Linked DNA regions of Mus musculus: region 2 is linked to region 1. A link is a contact called in public targeted proximity ligation data. All regions are on one chromosome and are shown on one strand. The core of a region is the stretch at or near the end of the contact, and the rest is flanking DNA. Distances in the headings are between cores, read along the strand shown. Region 1 overlaps Dtx4 (deltex 4, E3 ubiquitin ligase). Region 2 has its middle 31 kb from the start of Fam111a.

Region 1 (7,724 bases), core at 1,991-4,490:
TTGGTGTGTGTTCAGATCAGGTCAACCAGGGATCCTCAGAAGATAAAACAATTTCCAGTTCTGAGTTTCTATAAAGCTCTTAGGAGTTAACACTGGTATTTCCCCAGGACCAGCCTTAAAATAACAGGGCTCTAGATAAGGATCCTAGAGTATGTAAATTATTGCCAATAAGATTTTGAGAAGAAAAAAAAAAGTTGCTCCACTCCCAACCACCTGCACAAACATTCTAATCAGGCTGGTGAGGTGACTCAGTGAGTGAAAGTACTCGATGTGCAGGTCTGATGGCCTGAATTCAGATCCCCAGAACCACGTTAGAAGTCAGATGCCGTGATGCGCATCTGTAATCCTGGCACTCCTGTGGGGAGATGGGAGGTAGACACAGAAGAATCACCTGGAGGCTCTCAGGCTAGCTAGTCTGGAGTAGTCAATGCAGCAGCAAGAAACAAGAGGGCAGGGTGAGAACTGACTCCTGAAAGTCGTCCTTGGACTTTCATGTGCACACTGTGGCACATAAGTGCATGTAATGCCATAGAAATCATACTCATGCAACAGAGAGAAAGAGAGAGAGACAGAGACAGAGACAGAGACAGAGAGACAGAGAGTGAGTGAGGGAGAGAGACAGAGAGAGAGAGACAGAGAGTGAGTGAGAGAGAGACACAGAGAGAGAGAGAGAGAGAGAGAGAGAGACAGACAGACAGACAAAACAACTTGTAATGATATCTATTCTTACCTAGGGTTGACTCAAATATGACCTCATTACTGCATATGTACAGAATTAAAAGAAACAAGTTCCTTGTGGTCCGTGGGATGCAGAAACAGCATTAAATGCCCCATCTAGGCCTACTACAAAACATCTGTTCTTACTTTTCTCCCCTTCTCGCTGTCTGGAAGGTAACAATGTCGTGGGAAGCCACGGGCACTGAAGCTCTTCCCAGGATTCGGATGCTCTGGTCCCTGAAAGCAGAAAGAAAACAAAGATAGCTTGCAAAACATTTCTGATGAGAAGTTAGTACAGGCTTTGGTGTGACAATAACAACAGCCACAGAGTTCAGACAAAGGACAAACCAAAAAAAAAAAAAAAAAGCCAGAAAACCACAGTCTATGTTCTCATAGAGCATGTGACCTGTGTTTGGACTGCAGCTGTAGCTCCCTGCTGGATCATATGGAATTCCCCTCTCTGGTGACAGTGACTTGGAAAACTCACCCTATGGGATGTGACCAACACTCAGGGAGCTTGGTGCCCATATTTGGGAAAAGCACAGTAAATTTCCTCATCACAGTACCAACACCACCTATTCTACTCTTTTATGAACGATGAAGAGTGCACTCCACCAAAGTCAACTGGCTGCAAAAATGTTAACTGACTTTGCCAAAACTAACTTAAGCCCAGGTTCCCTGAGGCATGAGCTTGTAAGTCAACTACTCAGAATATTAAAGTTTTCTGAGCCCCAAGTCAATCAGGGAGAATTTTCTGCACATTTCTTGTGGTATTTCTCCTTTGTTTTCATGGATTTTTGCTTCCTTACTCAACAATATAGATTGCAATGTTCAGGACAAAAAAAAAAAATCTCGTGACACATCAGTTATCATCACACAACACTCCAGGACACAAGCTGTCTCAGGACACCGAGTGGGAAAGACATCCAAGCAGAGCTGAGCCGGAACCCAGATACCATGGTACTGTGTGTTGTTTGTCCCCTCCAAAACTCTTGCTGAAATTTGGCTTCCACTGCAGGCTTGTGGGCAGCTGAGAAATGTAAGAGGCGATGAGGCCTTCTCCTGAGAGCTCTCATCTTGGTCTCAAGGGAACGGGTTAGTTGTCATGAAAGCCTGTTGCTTTCAGAGCAAGGTTGCTTGTTGTGTTCTCTCTCTTCTGAACACATCTGTTTGCCTATTTGCTGCCATGAGGAGAGGCACTAGGAGATCCTTGCCCAGTGCAACCAGACATGACTGCTGGATTCCCCCTCCTTCAGAATCATGAGCCACATTAACCTCATTTCTTTGTAAATCACTCAGCTCTGAGATTCTGTTATAGCAACAGCAAAAAGGCACAAGATACTAGGCCTCCCAATTGGTGTCCGTCTTAGTCTCACTTCTTGCTATTATGGTAAGATACCCTAAGAAGAACCGAAAGGGAAAGGAGTTTATTTGGCTCATGATTCCAGGTTATAGTCCATTCTTGTGGGGAAGTCAAAGCGGCAGGAACCCAAATCAGATAATCACATCCCACAGTCAAGAGCAGAGAGCTATGATTTAATGCATGCATGACAGACTAGTTGTCTCCACGCTTACACATTACAGATCCCCATTCCTAAGGAATAATGCCACTCACAGTGGGCAGGTCCTCCCACCCCAGTTAATAGAATCAAGAAAATTCCCCAGTAATCCCATGAACCCATCATTGGGATTATCTTCCTGTATGATACTAAATTGTGTCATACTGACAGAGCTATCACAGGCTCCAAGGGGTGAATGGTTTATGAAGACTGATGTAACAGCTTTCCACCCATACAAATGCTTGTCTATAATTTTGAATATCTCTCATCTCTTGAGACTGTAACCTTGTTTAAAGATTTTACTTTGTAAGTGCAAAGAATATAATATTGACAATTTTATGCAGCTCTTGGTACAAGCTCTCTCACAGATCAATAAACTCATCATGGCTTTGTAGTGAGTGAGTGAGCGAGTGAATGAATGAATGAAATTGAATTCACTGGCTCAAAAAGAAAAGAAAGAGGGATCATTGGGGAAAGTGTTTTGGAAGAAGGAAAGGAGAAGAGAGGGGGCAAAAGCATTTGAAAATGCACAAACTCAGTGTACACATGTATAAAATTGCCAAAGAGAAAAACTATTCAAATTTTAAAGTATAATTTTTATTTATTCTTTGAGAATTCTACTTATGTACAAAGTAAATTTTGATCATAGAAAAATGTTAAAAGATAGAACAATGTCACTGTGAACTAAAAGAAACTAATGTTCTCTGGGATGGAAAGACTGAGTTATAACTTAACAGCCAGACAAAATCTCTACAAAGGTGCCTCATCCTCAGGACCACACATCTCCAAGCCAGGCACCCTCATGGAGGGACCACGCCTGACCATGCCTCCAGCTGCCTTGCTGATGCCCTGGGCTGCTGGCTGTTTCCAGCTCAGCAGGTCTGGCACCAACCCAGTAAGGCTGCTCGTTTGTTCTGGGCCTGTTGCCAGGTGAAGCAGTCACGACTCTGCCTCAGCCTGGCCCAGAGCTCCTCCCACAGGGACTCACTTTCTGCAGTGGAAGCAGTGCTTGGCGAGCTCAGCTTCTCACCAAAGCCCAGGCCTGCGTGATCCGTGATCCGTGGAGCTTCACAAAGCAAGCACAGAACACTTTTCTACTGACTCACCCTGGTGAGTCTGCAGAGCATCTGACCATTTAGAGATGCGTTTCCTTTTCAAAAGCCAGGGTGTTACTAGAGGTGCTAGGGCCCTGCATAGGCAGCATTGACCCCTCCGTACACTTACAAAGAAGACTCTCTATGTCCGGTAACTCCAGAGGCTTAAATAAAATGTGGCCTTCTTGTCAACAGATGCCCCACCTTGATATTTGGTTCTACTTTGACCCTTGCTGGACTCTTTCCTTCTTGCTTTCTTGCTTTCTCTTTCATTTTTAAAAACACTTGTTTATTTAGAGAGTGCATGTGCGAGTGTGTGTGTGTGTGTATGCGTGTGTGCGTGTGTGTTTGGTACGTGTGTGGAAATCAGAAGACAACATGAAGGAGTCAGTTCTTTTCCTTCCACTATGCAGGTTTCAGGGATTGAACTCTGTTTATCAGAACTGGCTTTCAGTTATCAGGGCCCTTACCAGTGAACCATCTTGCCAGCCCACTCCCACATTTTCATTCTTCCGTATCATTCCAGCCAGCTGCCCCAGAATCACTCTACAAGTCTCTCCCGGGCTGAGCCAAGCACATCTTACTTTTTTACCCTGGTCTTCCCCTTAGTCGGGAGCCTGAAATATTACTGCAGACTTATTTCCACTCATCTCCCGTTCTTAAGTCATACTGGCCTCTTAAAGCATATTTACACGTTACATGTCTTGTAATCCTAATCAGACAATCATCTCCAGGGACTCCTCAGAGCCTAAGCAAAGTCCCCATCGCTGGCCCTAGCATTAAACGTCTTCTGTGACCTGCCCCCTATATCCTTATCATGTCCCCTCCTTCCATGACTTTTGCAAGTCTCAGGCCCCAACCTCCCAACTGAATAAATTCTACTGTTCTTCAGCATGCATTTTTCTCCACGGTTGTCTCTCCTGCAGCTAACTAACTGTGTATTCTGTATTTCTCTCAGGGATTCACTAGAGAATGCTTTGCACCAGAAAAGTCTCCTCCCACCTTCCAGACAGACTACACATAACCTCCTCCTCCTCCTCCTCCTCCTCCTCCTCCTCCTCCTCCTCCTCCTCCTCCTCCTCCTCCTCCTCCTCCTCCTTACCACACCTCAGCCAATCAGATAGCAGGAAGCAAAGTCCCGGGCACCTTAATAGTGCCTGGGAAGCTCCTGGTGGACTTTCCCACTCCTTGGACCTCTGCCTAGCAGATTCCCAGCAGCACAGATGAAGAATAAAAAAAGATCTGAAGCTAGGAGAAGGAAGCAGGCACCTTGAAGACAGCCAGGAAGTGGGACCAGGGTCACAAGACTTTGAAGCCCTGCAAGTCCCTTTGTCTGTGTAACTTTCATCAGTGGTGCATATCCGTTTCTGTTCTCCAGACGAGGAGTGAGAGGTATTTATCTTGCTCTGCCTGGTTACAAGTGCCCCAAGGAAGAAACCTCATGTTTTATGGACTATCACACGTTGCTGCTTTACTTTCTGATAACTTGCCGTGCTCTGGAAGTACTTTGTCTATTTATATTATTTATTTTACCATCCTCCTGGCCCCACCACAACGGGGACTTCGAGGTTCAAAGATGTAATCAATTTGAGCTCTGTTTCACCAGTACCTAACCCAAACCCGGGCACAACCCACATGCAAACACTTGTCAGACAGAAGACAAGCAAGAAGGCACAGGTGGGAGTGAAGAAGCGTGAGCAAACCAATGTTTGCTTAGGGTTAAATCTGGTCTGCACCCTACAACACCTAGGAAAGGCTCCACACTGTGTGAGGGAAGAGCTACATTGCGTTTATTCATTAGGATTATCATTCATATTTGTTTGAGGGCTGACAGTCTTCCAAACACCAGAGAAAAAAGAAATGCCAGTAAAGACAAAGCCAAGCATAACCATCAAATTGTTAAAAATGCAAATAACTGTTTGACCAAGAAATTCTACTTCCAGAAAATTATTCTACAGACATGGTCACATGACTACTATTAGTTATTAGTTGTAACATTATCTGTTGTACTAAAAGATTACAAACAATGTAAATAGACAGCAAACGGAGATGTTGAATTAAATATATATACAATGGATTATTACACAGACATAAGAATAAGGACATTCTCTATTAACATAGAACAAAAAACCCCTAAGGTTCATATTGTTATTTGGAGTGTGAAACAATGTGCCTAAATGTGGCTTTTTGTGCAAAACTGGGAGGGGAGGATGCAATCTCCACTGAGTACTACAAGGGATGCTGGAAAGACACAGAGAAAAAGGAACAATGGAAGTGAAGGGGGAGGCACAGTCTGGGGACAAAGATGGGAAGGAGGCTTCTCCTAGCACAACATTTTACCCACATTCCAAGTTGAAATCATGAATGGAAGCATCCACGGGCAGGCTCACCTGAATGCCAGGGGGGATACTGTAGATGATCCGGATGGTCTTGCAGTCCGGATGGCCAGGCAAGGAGTGGGGGATGAGGTGGTATTCCATCTTCCCTGGAGGCTGGGTGCCTGTCTTGACGCCATAAATGGTCTTACATGTTGGGCACTGTAAACTCCCATCCTGGGAAGCCAAATCCAGTACAGTCAGATTAGAAAGCTGCTTTGTTCATGACCTTCCCCTCAACCCGCCTAAAGCACCAGAGAAAATGGTCTCAAGAGGGAAAACTTACCCAGTGGATAACAGACCCGAACCCTCTCTAGCTACTTAAGCCTTTTTGGCTTTCTCTAAGATAACAGGAAGAAAATGACATGAATAACCCATGTTCCATACTGAGGCACACAGATGAGTCACCTCTGTCCTGGAGGGGAAGAGCTGACTAGGGCAGGAAGCCAGCACAGGGAATTGTGGTTTAGCCAATGCCCACATGGATGCAACACATGGTAACGGCTCAAGAGCAGCAATTTACCAACTGCTAAGCCCCAGACTCGCATCAAGTCTACTGTGTCAGGACTGGAAGCCTGAGAAGTGCAGGGGTTCAGAGTAGGACCTCTACCATAAAGCTGCCCGGCCTGAGTCTCAGCTCTGCCGTGTAGCCGTGGACAAGTCAACCTGTCTCCGTTTCCTTGTAAAAACAAGAAATGTAATCCTCTTTCAGTGGGCTAGTGAAAGTTAGGTGAGATGCATGACGAAAATATTCAGTATGTCCTATCTAAATGATACTAGTGTGCTGCTTATACTATCCGTGGAGAGACAAATAGTTGGGTCCTGTGTTGGAAAAGAACCAAACTGGCTTTAAGAAAATGGTTCTTAAGAAAGAAAATGGTTCTTAAAAACAGTTATAAATTGGCTTTACCTGGGAAGGAAATGAGAGCCCCTTTAGGTAATGGGAACTGAAGAACATACAGGCTTAAGGACTTGCCATCAGCCAGGAATTCACTGGAATTCCAGTGAAGTCTCAGATCTCCCCAGTTTTCTATACTGGTTTGAATCAGAATTCTTCCCCAAGGCTCATGGATTAAAGACTTGGCTACCTGCTGAGGAGATTTTGTAGAGAGACTGAATAACGGGGACTGGAACCTTATTGGTAGATTAAGCTACTGACATAGTGACCTGAAGGCAGCCAAGAACTGTGAAGAGCAGGAAGAAAAGGACCAGACAGAAGAAGAGGTGGAGAAAGAAGGACACAAGCAGAGGCTACATGATATACCCATGCAAGGCTTGCCCTCAGTGATGTACTCCCTCCGTCACACCTCACATGCTTGCTACCACGGTTTTGCCTCATCATAAGCACACAGCAAAGAAGTTGTCAACCACAGACTAACTTCCTGAAGTGAAGAGTCAAAAACAAACACAAACAAAAAACAAAACCAAACCAGTCTTTCCTTTTCCTTTCTATCGCTTCCCCATGCATTATGTCATAGCCACAAAGACTGATGTGAATATGGACTGCAGACGGAGACAGTAATATAAAAGCTTGTAGTCTCGCAGCAGGACCAGGTGAAGTGTCACCAGGTAGGGCAGACAAGAACCCTCAAGAGATCCCAGACAGCAAAGGTAATTCTCAGGTTCGCAGAAAAGGAAAGGGGGGTAGGGAAGAAAGCGCGCATGGGCAGCAAGCATGTGTGTAGAATGTGAGGCTACTCAGCTAGGAACGAGGGCCTGGCAGACACCGGAGGTCTTTGGGCAGGAGATAAGATCCTCTCAGGACTATTCAGGCATGATTCCATTCATGGTTGGTTCCTTTCAAATAATAGTTTGCATTCATGGTCACTGCTTTCTACAACCACGCTCCTGCTTTCTGCTCTAGCCTTAATTGGCTTCAAGACCTGGGGCGAGTGAGTCCATTCTCTCCCATGTTTTTCTTCAATGTGCTTAAGAGAAGAGAAATGCTTCAGTACTGCTGAAAGGGAGAACAAAGCACA
Region 2 (7,724 bases), core at 2,328-4,827, 66 kb after region 1:
CATAGTCCCACTAGATGCCTCTAGTAAAACATGCTACTTGAATAGATTTATTTACCCTCTCTGTACTCACCTCTTTGATTCTTATAGATATTCCATATAACCCATAAGGACAATCTATTATGGAAAGAGATTATCAGACTTTAGAGGGACATATTACTAAATTATAAAAAAGAAAATTTAACTATAGCTTCCACATCATATTCTCCAACATCCCCTTCTTGTGGTCAATCATTGTGGAAAAGGCCCCAGTGTACTGTTAACTGCTGGTCGAGGTATGCTTGCGTTTTCTCACAGGATGAAGACTCTCCTGATCCAACCCCATGGTGGCTTTCAACCACCTCAGCAGCAAAGCCAGCAGCTAAATCTGGTTCCACCCCCAGAGTATGAAGAAGCCACTGCTGACAGCAATGAGTCCTCCGTGAATATTAACCCTTTCTATTCAAGCCCAGAAGCTATGGTTGCAGAGCTTGTACCCCGATTTCAAAGACTTCTGATTTTCCTAAAATACCTTCTGAACTTTTACCTCTAACTCTGAACCAGCCTTGGTATGATGACCCAGGAGGTCTCCCGGCAGCAAATTTACATTGTCTTTTATTCTAGATGCCATTTTAAGCCTAAGTCACTTTCTATCTCTAGAAGTTAAGGACCTTATCTTCTATAGTCACAATGCCGATTTATTTACTCAAATAAAAATAAACAGAGATATAAAAATCATTTTTCATTAACTATTTTTTATTTCTTTATTAATTTTATGTGCTTGTGTGTGTGTGGGCATTGCACCATGTAAATGAAAGGCCCATGGTAACCAAGAGAAGGGTGCTCAATTCCCTCAAACTTGAGATTCAGGGGGTTGTGAACCACTATTGCTGGGAACTGAATTTATCACCTCTGTAAGAGCAGCAAGTTCATGCATTTAACTGCAGACTAACCCTATTCTTTTAAAGAGGGCTCTTCCCAGGCAGCCTGATCTTGTAATCATACTCAGTGAGGGATTATAAGCCAGCTACCACTAACATGATGTAATTGTGCACTTTCATAGTCTTTAATCATAAAATTATTAGTCTATTGAAAAGAACATGGAAATTGTCTCTGGAACTGTCACCCATGGGTTGCTTCTTCACATTATTGTTTAAGTGATACACTAAGCTGAGTGGGAGCCATTCAAAGACTATATCCATGATCTTAACCCTTCTGTTGTAGAATCTGAGCCCTAGATTTCTGCCAATAACTACTGCTACTAAGCTACAATGGAAATCTATGTAGCCTCTCTGGACCTAGTTTCCTGTTTGCAAAAAGCAGCAGCAACTGTAAATGAGACAAATATATCCTATGGTGATATGTCCAGAAGAGTGAGTGCCCATGAGTCTAGGATCACCTCAGACTTCACTCACAGCTATATGGTCTTGAGCATGTTATTTATTTTCCACCTCTTTTTCACCCCAAAAGGCATGGCATAGACTCACCATCAACTATTGTGAAGATTAAAAATACATCATGCAAGCTGGGTATGGTAACACATACCTTTAATCCCAGTGCTCAGGAGACAGAGTCAGACAGGTCTCTGTGAGTTTGAGGCCTGATCTACAAAGCAAGTTCCAGGACATCCAAGGGCAACACAGAAGAAACCTGTCTTGAAACAAAACAAAACAAAGCAAAACAAATAAACAAACAATATGCAGGCAATGGCTTCAGGCAATGACTGCCTGTGACAGATTGATTAGGGAATATTACTGTTATTGATACTGTTATCAATACTAAGACTTAACTAGGGACACTCTTAGAACAGTGGAAGTTCTGGGGAAATGAAAATTGGAAAGCACATGAGGAACTGGACTGTGTCATAGTATTTCTGAGGCCACGGATTTATTTCTCAATCTGTTAGTGAACTTGGGGGTTACACTTAGGAAAATGAACTGAGCAGAGGAGACAGGGCAAGACAAGGCAGAGGTTCCATCATCTTATATTCTTGCTGAGGTTATTTTAGGTTTAACTCCAATTTGATCTCCTTGAAAGAATCCTATAGAAAATTCTTGCTGAGCAAGATAGCAGGCTGTGATTTTTGCCTTTAAAATCCCCTTAGTCTAAATGCTCAGGGATGTTATACTTGGGCCCCCGACTACTCTCAGCCAGTTGGAATAAAGACTTTCAATTGGCTATAGACAGTGTCTGAGTGGCCATCTCTGTTGGACTCCCTCTCCCACAGACAACAACATGAATTTTCCAGTTCCTTTGCAAGTGTTTTAGCAAGAGTTAAGAGGTTAAGAATCTACTCTGTATCCATTTCCCCACCTCCTAGCTTTTCCCCTATCCAGACAGAATCATGTTATAGCAAAATATTCAATGCTTGCAGCTATCCTAAGCCAATCCAGGAGGAGCTAGGATTCCACTGACCTTAATACAGGAGTTGCTGCCTCTTCTTCAGTGAAGTCACAAAGTAATGGAGCCTGTGGAGGGTTCCCTGACCAGTCTCCTGGCCCCACTTTTCACCACCGCAGCCAATTACCCTTTAATTTCTCATTTCCCTTTTCTCTTTCTTTCCTGTCTTCCTTACCCCTCTTCATTTACATCCTCTGCCCTACCCCCCTTAGTTCTTTTTTACGCCCTCTTACACCCCCACCCCCATTTCTTGACCAATCTTAAAGATGCTGAAAGCTTACTAGCTTGACTGATTTCTCTCTCTGTTTCGATTTCCTCAGCCAGAGTTTTAAGAAACAAGATAAGAGGAAACTGAGAAAGCTGATAACATTTGAAATGTAAATAAAGAAAATATCTAATAAAAAAAAAGAGAAGAAACAAGATAAACAGATAACAGACACCTTGTCCTAACCCACCACATTGCTGCCTCCAGGACACAGTGGGACAAGAAGCAGCCACTGAAAACAAACTTATGCTTTCCTGGTCCTCCAAATGAATGGCACTTCTGTCCTTTCCAGCCCAGGGGTTCTAGTGCTGCCAAGCCCTTGTCCACCCTGGAAAGTACCTGTGTAGTCTCTGCACTTACATACCTGCTGCACATATTGCTCTCAGCCAGCAAACCCAGCCCCTGACTCAGGTCAGCTCTTCTATGAGGAGTAATCAATTAAGCATCTCTCAGAGACATAGTCTGGTCAATGAGAACGCACTCAAGGAAGGTCTGAGTAGGTAAGGGAGCAAGGCAAAGGAGAAGAGAGGGTGGGTGAAAGGAAGCTACACCCTTAGAAAATTAATCTCTGGCCAACTGGTTTGTTTTATGCCATTCCCACCTTAAGTTTCTTTTTCTCCATTTTATTTCTGACTTTTAAGAAGGAGGGAGCACTAGCTCTCAAACTGAGTTTCATTACTCTTCCAAACCTTCCCTCTTCCTTCCCAGTCGTCCTTACCCCTCTTCATTTACATCCTCCTCTGCCCCACCCCCTTACTTCTAGTTTACTCCCTCCTAGCCTCCCTCCCCAACCATTTCCTGACCAATCTTAAAGATGCTTAAAGCTTCCTAGCTTCACTGATTTCTCTCTCTGTTTCAATTTCTCTGCTCACCCTCCCAACACCTTTCAGCATTTACATTTGCCCCATTCTCTGCTTCTTTGACAGTTGAAGAGGGGGGATGGGCTGTTTCCTGGGTGGCTAACAAGGGGCAGATCTTATCTGTCACACATAAAAGCACTTCAAAATGTAATCATATAATAAAACAGTCTTCTGTAGCAGGTGTACCCTTTTAATCCCAGCTCTCAGGAGACAGAGCCGGGTGGTTTTCTGTGAGTTCAAGAACAGTCAGGTCTATATAGCAAGCTCTAGGTCTGCTAGGGCTATACAATAGAGAGACCCAGTTTAAAAACCCCAAAACCAAACCAAAAGAAATAAAAATCCTTAAAAAGTAAATTTGCCCATTTTATTCAGCTTTTGACAAGCACAATTAAAGAAAACAGAAACTATTACAACCTCTTTTGATCCCCTCCAGGGCAGAGAACACCTGCAGAGAAGACCTTAGAGCCCTGTACTGGTTCTAGCTGGTTGCTAACCCAAATGGGGGCTCCCAGAAATCTGGTGTTAAATAAAGTTCAGTTTATTGCCCTTGGGGTAGTTAAAACAATCACTTCATGAAATCTTAGGAGAGATTCTTAGGAGAGAGTGAGGGAGAAAGATCAAGCTGAGCTGAGCAAGACTCTGACGTGCTGACTTCTGGTTTGCTGCGGGAGATTGGTTAGCATTTAGTAGCAGAGTCAAGATTTGTGGATTACAGGAAATTTAAGATTTTGAAACAAAGGGTGAGGTAATCTTGTTTTGCACAGTGTTCTTTATGTTTTCTATTGAAGGTTGGTTGGATTTTTGAGGAACCTACTGGAAAATCAAGAGGTTTTTCACCTTTCTAGTCCATGGTAGAACATTCCTACGATAACACATTTGTGTTGATGGAAACAGTTGGTGAATAGTCGTACGGATGAAGTAGCCACCTATGTGAGTGGAGCTGCTTCCTACGCACATGCCTGAGAAAGAAATCCGAATACAGCACTTACTCTGTGACACTCAACAAAACGCTGTGGGGCTGGAAAAATAGCCTACCAGATGCAGAGGTTTATTCCCCAGCACCTACATAGTGGCTCACAAGTGTCTGTGACTTCAGTTCCAGGAGATCCAATGTCCTCTTCTGACCCCTCCAGGCACTGAATACACACAGTACACAAGCATAAATCCAGGCAAACACTCACACATACAAAATTTTAAAATAAAGTAAAATCTCAATTATGATGGAAAAATCTCAGGAGGCATTTTCATGACGTGGCCAAGATGGTTTCACAGAAATTGCTTTCAAAAAATTAGCATGGGTCTCCTTCAAGCACTGCTGAAGAAATGATTACTGCAGTTCACTTTGGCTGCAGACAGAGCTGTACTTCCCACTTAAAGCATTATAGCACATGGGTGCACAGGTTTGTCTCAACTGATCTCTGAAAAAGTAAAACGTAAAAACAAAATTCTAGGCCTTTAGGCCCAGGCTTGTGAATGTGACCTTTGTGACTCAATGCTCCAAGGTATGCTAATCATAAAACAGATAGCGACATTCCTCCACCCACCCGCTTTCTGGGTTCAAAGAGTGTTCATTCAAAGAATGTGCTATTGTTAGGGCCTCTTAGAAACTGTCTTGAGAGATAACCTGAACACTTGTGACACTTGTGACTTTGTACTTCCTTGTGACTCTTAACTGGTATCTTTGGTATTTTCCAACAATGCCCTCCCCAATTCCTTGAGTTGTGGTTTATTCCTTTAAATACCCCCTTACCCAGCTACTCGGGGCGCCACGGTCCTCTACCCTGCGTGGTGTATGACCGTGGGCCCTAGAGCACTCTTGAATAAAAATCCTCTTGCAGTTTGCAGCAAGATCGTTTCTTGTGGGTGATTTTGGGGTGTCGCCTCTCCTGAGTCAGAACGTGGGGGAGTCCTCACATTGTGGGTCTTTCATTTGGTGCATTGGCCAGGAAACGGGACCACCCTTCACACCCGAGAACCGACTTGGAGGTATGGGGATCCCCTCTTGTGTACGTGCCGGCCGGTGTCTCTGTTTTGAGTGTCTGTTTTCTGAAACAAACATTGGAACATGTGCTTGTTGTGTTGGGTTGTTTGTGTTTTGTCCTATGTTTCTGAAGCACGGCGAAGTCTGAGTTTGGATCCGTCTGAGTTTATTGAATTTGTGTCTTGGTTTCAGGGTTACGAGATCGTGGGTTCGAGTCCCACCTCCTGTCTTGGTTTTACATCTGGCAGAGTGAGGAAGGAGTGTGCTTCTCTGGTTTTGGTCATCTAGGTAGAAGTGGATGACGTTGTTGGTAGACGATGGGGTGATGGGGTTTTCTGAAATGCACGCAGTCTGTATTTGCAGCTATCCTTTTGGGCCATAAGGACCGAAGGACTGTGGTCGGCAGACGTGCTAGGAAGACCACAAGCTGCCACCCTGGGGGACGCCCTGGGAAGTAAGGAGAGCCAGGGATGCCTGACCGTCTCCGGAGATCGGTCAGAGGGACCGAGTTCTGTTGAAGCGGAAGCTTCCCCCTCCAACATCATCTAATTCTTTTGCCTGCTTGTGGAAGACAAGAAAGGGTCGAGTGTGTCTAGATCTGTTGGTTTCTGTTTTGTGTGTTTTTGTGTATGTGTTTAGAGCTATGTGAAAATCTAGAGAAGCAAAGGTAATTCTCATAGGTGCTTTATACCCTGACTAGAGATAGTTTACACCTGAGATGTGAGAGAATGGGTTTTGAGAAAAGCAGTACTCTCCGACTATCTGGGGATAATTTGGTAAAAAAATAAAATAAAATAAACAGTATCAATTGGTCTTTGGAGCCCTGCACCTGTAGTTAGGAATCTAGTGTGGCTGGAGAAGCCCTGCTAGGAGCTGATTATAAATGCTGCTCTTATAGGGACCAGCAGCTTCTCAAGTTCTATGGTAAGGGAACAGATGGCTGTTTTTCCTACAAAAATCTCTGTGCTTGTGATTATTGGATTCATCAGGTGACAAGGTGCTCCTCTCTTGAAATTACAGCTAGAAAAATTAAGAATTTTGTTTGGTTTAAATGAGCAAATGTATACGGCCATTTCATTTTTGTTTCTAAATAGTTTCAAAAGTAAAATATGTTTTATATGTCTTGGTTATAGATTAGTGGCTCATAAGTTATTGGTTATGATTAAAAATTTGTAACATTGGTAACAAAAAGTTGACTTAAAACTGGTAACTCTGAGTTAGAGTAATTTAGAACTACAACATGCAGCATGAGACAACCCATGGGAACAGGTCTCTAAAGATACACCTGAATTGGGTAATCTATGTAATTCTTATTCTAGAAACCCGACTTAAGATAGGATTTAGGGTAGTGTCTTTTTGAGGTATTGGCGGCTACACCTTCTTGTGTTTGTGTGCAGGAACAGGCAGCCAAACTTTGTAGCAAGTAATGTTTTTAGAGTTCATTTTAAAAAAAAATAGGTTGTTTACACTGTTAAAATTGGGTTTTGCTCCTCAAAATTGTGGTTGTACTCTCATGTTACAAGAAAAATTAAAGGCTTCTCCAAAATCGCAGCCACCAGCTAAATTGGCTCCTCCAAAATCTATAAAGCCTCCTGAGTAGCCTAGTCCACTACCTCCCCCTTATCCACAGCCTCAACCCCAGCCGCTGAGGGAACCCCAAACCCCTCAGGGCGTCGAGAGTTGGACCGCTGTGGGTACATGGAGCCGCAGAGCACAGAATCTGGGTGGACTCTGGACCCGCCCAAACTTTAAACGCTTCAGTACTGGTCATTTTCCTCTGCTGATCTTTATAACTGGAAAACTAACCACCCCCTTTCTCAGGATCCCCAATGCCTCACAGGGTTGGTGGAGTTCCTTATGTTCTCTCATCAGCCTACTTGGGATGATTGTCAACAGCTGTTGCAGATGCTCTTAACAACCGAAGAGCGAGAGAGAATTCTGTTAGAGGCTAGGAAAATAGCCCGGAAGCCAACGGGTGGTCTACACAGCTACAAAATGAGATCAACATGGGATTCCCTTTGACTCACCCCAGTTGGGACTGCAACATGGCTAAAGGTAGGGAGGGCTTAAAAATCTCGCCAGGCTCTGATTTCCAAGGTGCCTCAAGATGGCCCACTAATTTGGCTAAGGTAAGAGGTAATGCAGGGGCCGATCGAACCTCCCTTGGTGTTCCTTGAAAGACTTATGGAAGCCTTCAGGCGGTTCACTCCCTTTGATCTTACCTCAGAAGCCCAGAAGGCCT

Evidence for each region.
Region 2: a targeted proximity ligation map of memory CD8 T cells shows a contact between it and region 1, with 331 read pairs. A contact is called at or near these places in 3 of 39 promoter capture datasets (frontonasal cranial neural crest, macrophages and pre-B cells), 3 of 484 Hi-C or Micro-C datasets (all in CD4 T cells), 5 of 130 datasets of targeted methods (CD8 T cells, the SCID.adh cell line, effector CD8 T cells and 1 more) and 1 of 9 other capture datasets (adipose tissue).

What each region holds. Positions count from the first base shown.
Region 1 is chr19:12,472,366-12,480,089 of GRCm38.p6, forward strand. Dtx4 (deltex 4, E3 ubiquitin ligase) reads right to left here. Exons shown (of 9, transcript NM_172442.3): 7 at 5,761-5,922; 8 at 865-954. Among named protein-coding and RNA genes, the nearest start is that of Mpeg1, 15 kb to the left of the region's middle.
Region 2 is chr19:12,538,319-12,546,042 of GRCm38.p6, forward strand. No RefSeq gene overlaps it. Among named protein-coding and RNA genes, the nearest start is that of Fam111a, 31 kb to the right of the region's middle.